Linked DNA regions of Sus scrofa: region 2 is linked to region 1. The links are chromatin contacts, called in public HiChIP or PLAC-seq maps. All regions are on one chromosome and are shown on one strand. The core of a region is the stretch at or near the end of the contact, and the rest is flanking DNA. Distances in the headings are between cores, read along the strand shown. Region 1 holds the start of TMEM222 (transmembrane protein 222). Region 2 holds the start of MAP3K6 (mitogen-activated protein kinase kinase kinase 6).

Region 1 (2,987 bases), core at 131-2,630:
CAGGCTAGGGGTTGAATCGGAGCTGTAGCCACTGGCCTACACCAGAGCCACAGCAACTCGGGATCCGAGCCGCGTCCGCAACCTACACCACAGCTCACGGCAACGCCGGATCGTCAACCCACCGAGCAAGGGCAGGGACCGAACCCGCAACCTCATGGTTCCCAGTCGGATTCGTCAACCACTGCGCCACGACGGGAACTCCGAGAAGTTGGCTGTTTTGGATAGAAGGGACAAATCTATCCCATCAGGTGAGAGGGGATAGGATGGAGTCAAAGAAGAGCAACTTATGGAGTCAGAAAACTGAGTTTGGGATGCCTTTGTTTACTGTCATGTGAACCTGATCAGGGTATTTAATGGTACAGCTTCATCATCTGAGAATGTAATTCCTACTTTAGAAAGTGGCTGTGAAACTCACACACAAGAAAAATGGGCATGAAAGAGCTTGGCCAACTGTCCAGCACTGTGAAGAGTGGTTATTACCAGCTGTCAAGGCTGAAGCACAAGGGCAAACCAGCTCCCCCTCTACTCCCACCAGGAGTTCTTGCTAAAAGGCGCCAGCAGTACCAGAGCATCTGCCTTCTCTTCTGACAAAGACACCCTGCAACTTAAACCCACTTTGCAACTGAGATGGTGTGTGATCTCCAGCCTCATTTGTGAGACAAAGGGTTGGACTCCCAGATCTCTGGGAACCTTTCCAGTGACAGCATCTCAGAAGTCGGTGTGGTCCCAACCAAACTCCCACTCTTGCCTCCAGACCTAGCAGTTGTCTTGCGTATAGGAAGTGATCAGCAATCATTTGTTTAATGAATGAATAAGCCAGTGAGTTGAATGAAGATGTCTCTCTCAGACCCGGTTAGGGGCCGGATCAGTACGCCCACAGGTCCTGAGCTTCCCAGCCACAGAACCTTTTCCGCGGTCAACAACTGTCTTTCTCCCGGATTAGACCGGGTGTAATGAGGGAGGGGAGCTGGTTGTGACCGTCAGCAAAACTGGCGCTGCGCGGGTGGCAGGGTTCTGGCGAACCCCGGACCCTAAGGAAGGGTTTATTGTGCGTTGGGGCCGGGGCAGCGGGAGGACGTCGCGCGGGCTCCGGTTCTCCCGGTCCCAGGGCGGACGCGGGAGGAAACTCACGTGAGCACCGGGATGGGCGTCCACACCACACAGTAGGGGAAGCGGCTCCGCTCAACGTCCATGGCGCCGCCGCTCGCGCAGCTAAATTGCTTCTTGTCCGTGTCGGCCGCCGTCGGCGCCTCCACTTCCGCCATCCCGGGCGGGGGCGGCGGTGGCGGCGGCAACAGGAGCGGCGAACTCCCTTCCGCTTCCGCCATGCTGCGCGCCCGTTCCGGTCGGCCCCCGTCCGGGAGCAGCTCGCTCGGTGGCGTCACTTCCCGGAGGTGCGGTCCGCCCGGCTTGGCCTCCCCCCGGGAATTGGAACCGCGTCCCTCTGGGCCCGGCCTGCCTGGCCCTGGTTCCTTCTGCGCGGACCAGCCAGAAGTGTTTGCGCTGGCACAGCACCGCTGCGGAAGGGATGCCCTCAGGCAGCGCTCAGTCTAGTGCGGGAGACCCACCAAGGACTCTGTCATTCAGTACGCTAAGGGCTCCTAAGAGGGTGGTACGGTCTCTGCTGAGCGCTTCTTAGGCGCCAAGCCTTGCCTTGATATACACTGTTTTTAATCCCCACAGTCTGTTAGACATGCGAATTTGGGTATTTCCCCAGGTTACAAGTGATATATTGACGCTTAAGAGGTGAGGTAAGTGGCCACGACTCAAACCTAAGTCTGTCTCCCCTTTGTCATTCTGTAGTCTCTCACGAGGTAGTGATAAAGGAAGGATAGACTGAAATAATGTGTGGCGTGTGTGTAGAAACAGGGAAGATTTGCCTGAAGATACTTGAGCTGTTTGCCAGGTGGCTCAGGGATGGGGTGGAGGGATGCGTGCAGCCGGGCAGAGAAAAAAAGGCCTTGCAGAACACAGTGTGCAGGAGTGTGAATATCACCTTGGCAGGATTAAATTACAAGCCTTCCATGTGATCCAATCCTTTCATTGTACAAATGGGAAAACCGAGGCTCGGGGAAGTTAAACAGTTGTCTGAGATCGCGCACTATCATGTAAAGAAGCCAGACTCAAACCTTGGATTCTTTGGGCTTTTTTACAAATGTCAAGATAGACAAAGAAAATGGAATCTGCTGGGGTAGGAAGGGGAAAATGGGGGGGGGGGAGGAAGGCAGTGGCTAAAAATCAGGCTAGAGGGAGATTTGGACAAATCCACTTAGGAAGGTTTGAGCTATGCCTTTCCGGGAAGGTTTTTCTTCCACTGAATCACGCTCTCTTAAAGTTGTTCTAAAGAAAGCCTGCTGTCCTGTTTTTAGCACCTAATGTTTCAGTGCGTTTTGAGGGGTATGTCTTTCTGTTATGGAACTCTAAGGTCCTTAATTTCCGTACCTAGCATTGTTCCTAGTGTAGAACAGATGCCCACTAGATATTTACTGATTTACTGAATGATTGAATGGGTGTTTTATAAAGGCCTTGCAGATTATCACCGCAGAAAATGATTCTAACCCACTCAAAATTCTTTGAGTATCTTTGTGCCTCTCCTGTGACCCATGTGTAGTAAGTGATCCTTGAAGGGCAACAACCAGCATCTGGCCAGGTATGGAATAGATTAGGTGTGCAGTATATGTTTGTTGAATGAATAAATTTCATCTTGAATCAATCACTATAGCTGTCTCATCTTTTCTGGATCATAGGCTCCAAGGAAGTCTATACCTTAGACATTCCTCTACCATCACTGTCAATTCATAATTCTAACAAAGGGCTGGTGGGTGCCCTTTAAACATTTATTGTATGGGTGGATGAATAAACAACCAAAGTCAGTCTTTCTTCAGGCTTGCCACAAATTTGATAGTACTAACACAATAACGTATTTAATCTGACAGTCACAGTGGCTTCCCATTGCACTTTGGATAGAACACAAATATACCACGGTT
Region 2 (2,987 bases), core at 206-2,705, 39 kb before region 1:
TCCAATCTCAACAGGTGCTACTCAGTGTCCGAAGCCACCACCCATAACTATGGCTTCAACTCGGCTTCAGCATGGCCACCCACACGATGCTTCGCTAGGGCACCCGAGCAACCAGCACCCTTATCTCTCCTGTACAGCTTCCAGACCCTCGGCTACTTCTCCCCATCGCTAACCACCTCTGCTCTTCTGTCCATGTTTAAAAAATAAATCATTTTAACCCTTTCTTGGCTTGCAGGCCTCTTCCAATTACTGAGAAGAACTTGACAGGGCAGGGGAGGGACACAGGTGTGAGTTCCATTCAAGGAAAGATCTTCTAGTCAGATAGATGGCCTCAAACGGTAATGAGGCTTCTGTCTCTAGAGGTATGCAAGCCGAGGCCAGAGAAACATTTAGTGGCGCACTTGGAAGGATTCAAGCATTCACTGACACTTCTCTTTGGCCCTACAAGTAGACAGTTTTGTGGTGGGAATCAGACAGCTATCTCACCCTCTCTGTTGTCCCCTGCCTGTCCCTTCTAAGTTGTCTGTTTCCACGCTCTGTTGTAAGTCGAGTTCTCATCTTCCACAACTTCTTGCCTGTCTCATTAGGGGCTAGTTTGAACTCAGGCAGGTACATTTTTCTTCCATGGGGCAACATGGCAGTGAAATAGCAGTTACTGAACTAACATTTATTGAGCAGTTAGTTAATTCGCTAGAGTCACATTCTAGAAAGTGGCAGAGCAATAAGTAGTTAAGAGTCTGATCTCTGCAGGCTGATAGGTATTTCTGGGCTCTGTCATGTCATCCTGCTCTGTCATGTAGCTGAGTGATCTTGGACAAGTTACTCAACCTCTCTAAGTCCCCAGTTCCTGATTTCAGAGTCCACAGAGGTTTACACCAGGCTGCTGGCACACTAATTCACACTAGAAGGTTAGGGATTCTTGGAGATTGGAGCTGGGAAGCTATTGCAGCCCAAGGGCTGGAATATCTGGGGTTCTCCTTCAGGGAGGTAGAGAAACATCTGCATAAGGACTCTTAGGTCCCATGGTCACGTGTGGGGTGGAGGTCAAAGGTCAGCAGAGCTCCATAACAGATTGAATTCTTGGGAAAGCAGCCCCCTGGCAAAAGGGCAAAGGACAGGGCTCACATACCATGCTCCTGGCAGCCCAAGGAGCTGGCTTCCCCCAGCCCAGACCCTCCCAGCCTGCACAGCAGGACCTGGAGGACCGACACTCTTCAGGCATTCTCTGCTGTGGTCTACACATCCAGATGTCTCTGGAGATGGATTCTGTCAACAGACCCTTGCAGAGCAGGGCCTGCAATTCTCACTTCTGTCTCAGCGCTGGCCTGGGCACACATCTTATGAGCGCCTGCTGCGAGCAGTCCGCAGTGGTTGGCGTGCACAGGGGCACAGGCTGTTCCGGAAGCGGCCTGTCTCAGAGGTTCTGGCGGGAGAGGAGGGAGAGAAGAGTCCCGGGCCGCTAGGGAGCGGTGCTGCCCCAAGGCCGAGGGTGGAGCTTTCCTGGTAGGCCGGGAAAGGGCTGGGCCCGGCCTACAGGAGAGCGACGGTCGGAGCTCTCCTGTGGAATCCGCGTGGTGGGCACTGCCAGACCCATTCCGGGATCTCCCACGTGACTCAGAAGCGGATCACCAGATGCCCAAGATTCCCGGGACCCAATCCCCGACTCCAGATCCTCAGGATCTTGCAAGTCGGAGCCCGGATTTCGCCCTGGACACCAGATTCCCAAATAGGGGACCTTTAGCAGGACTCCGGATATCCAGATCTTCAGATCCCGAAGGAGATTCCCGATCCCAACCAGATTCCCGATCCCTGGCTCCTGTCTCGCCCCGGGTGCCCAAAACCGGGCGCCCGACGACCGAGCGCCCCCGCATGGCGGGGCCGTGCTCGCGGTCCGGAACCCTGGAGTGCGCCGGCAGCTGCTGGCAGGACCCGCTGGCCGAGGCGCTGAGCCGGGGCCGGCCGCTCGCGGCGTCTCACGGCCGGGGCTGCACGCGAAGCCGGCCCCTCAGCGTGGTGTACGTGCTGACCCGGGAGCAGCAGACCCGGGTGGAGCCCGAGGCGGGAGACGAGGCTGAGCCGCTACCCCTGCGCTGCCTGCGGGAGGCCTGCGCGCAGCTCCCTGGACCGCGGCCGCGGCCTCAGTTGCGCAGCCTGCCTTTTGGGACCCTGGCTCTGGGAGACACTACAGCACTGGATTCTTTTTACAATGCTGGTGAGCGCGCTTGGGGGCGGGGCCTGGGAGCTGGGAGGAGCCGAAGGGGGCGTGGCTCGGAGACTCCCGGGAGACCCCAAGGTCGGTGAGGGGGTGCTCGAGACCTAAAGTGAGCTAAAACTGAGGGGCTTGAGGCGGGGCCGTGATAAAAATGGGAATTTAGGGGATCTGGAGCGCAGCAGGGCTCAGGTTGGGATTTAGCCGATCCAGGCCTGGTTCGGGCTTCAGGGTTGGAGATTAAGCGCTCGGGAGTCGGCATCATGCCTGGGGAGCGGGGCTAGAATTGAGGAGAGGCTGGGAGCGGGGCAGGGTGTGGTATCTCAGGAGTGAGGTTGGAGAACTCAGCCTCAGGATGATCTCGCACGGAGCTCATGAGGGAGGCTCTCATGAGGGAGGCTCCCAGGAGGTGTAACTTGGACTAGGAAAGGGGTTGTACACGTGCGGTTGAAGTTCAGGGTCTTAGCACACCGCTTCCGAAGATCCGGCTGAAGAGGCAGAAAGAGAAGCGAAGGAACCCAACTACACTGGATTCTCCACGAGGGAGCTTAGGTTATGAGGTCCAAGCAGTTATGAGAGAATGGAGCTGGGGCGGGGCTGGAGGCGGAGCAGGGTTGTCCGGGGGCGGAGTCAGAAGGCGGCTATTCCCGCGCGGGTCACCCCGCCCTCCCCAGCCCCGAAGCCCCACCCCCGAAACTTATTTGTTCATCCAAGAGTCCAGGAACCTTACTTGCAGGATGTCCGTTAAATCTCAGCTTAAAAATGAAGGCTAGCTCGA

The links. HiChIP or PLAC-seq counts read pairs in DNA pulled down with a chosen protein or histone mark.
Region 2: a contact with region 1 is called in an H3K27ac HiChIP or PLAC-seq map of alveolar macrophages. The contact joins the promoter of MAP3K6 here to the promoter of TMEM222 in region 1. A contact is called at or near these places in 3 of 5 promoter capture datasets (fetal liver, fetal skeletal muscle and liver), 9 of 47 Hi-C or Micro-C datasets (adipose tissue, epiblast stem cells, heart right ventricle and 5 more) and 2 of 2 datasets of contacts at active chromatin or transcription factors (alveolar macrophages and skeletal muscle).

The regions. Positions count from the first base shown.
Region 1 is chr6:84,545,287-84,548,273 of Sscrofa11.1, reverse strand. TMEM222 (transmembrane protein 222) reads right to left here and starts at 1,380. Exons shown (of 6, transcript XM_003482003.4): 1 at 1,132-1,380. The coding sequence starts at 1,328. It overlaps LOC102165905 (a long non-coding RNA gene), which reads left to right and starts at 1,392. Exons shown (of 2, transcript XR_299851.3): 1 at 1,392-1,751.
Region 2 is chr6:84,583,896-84,586,882 of Sscrofa11.1, reverse strand. MAP3K6 (mitogen-activated protein kinase kinase kinase 6) reads left to right here and starts at 1,455. Exons shown (of 29, transcript XM_013988796.2): 1 at 1,455-2,212. The coding sequence starts at 1,633.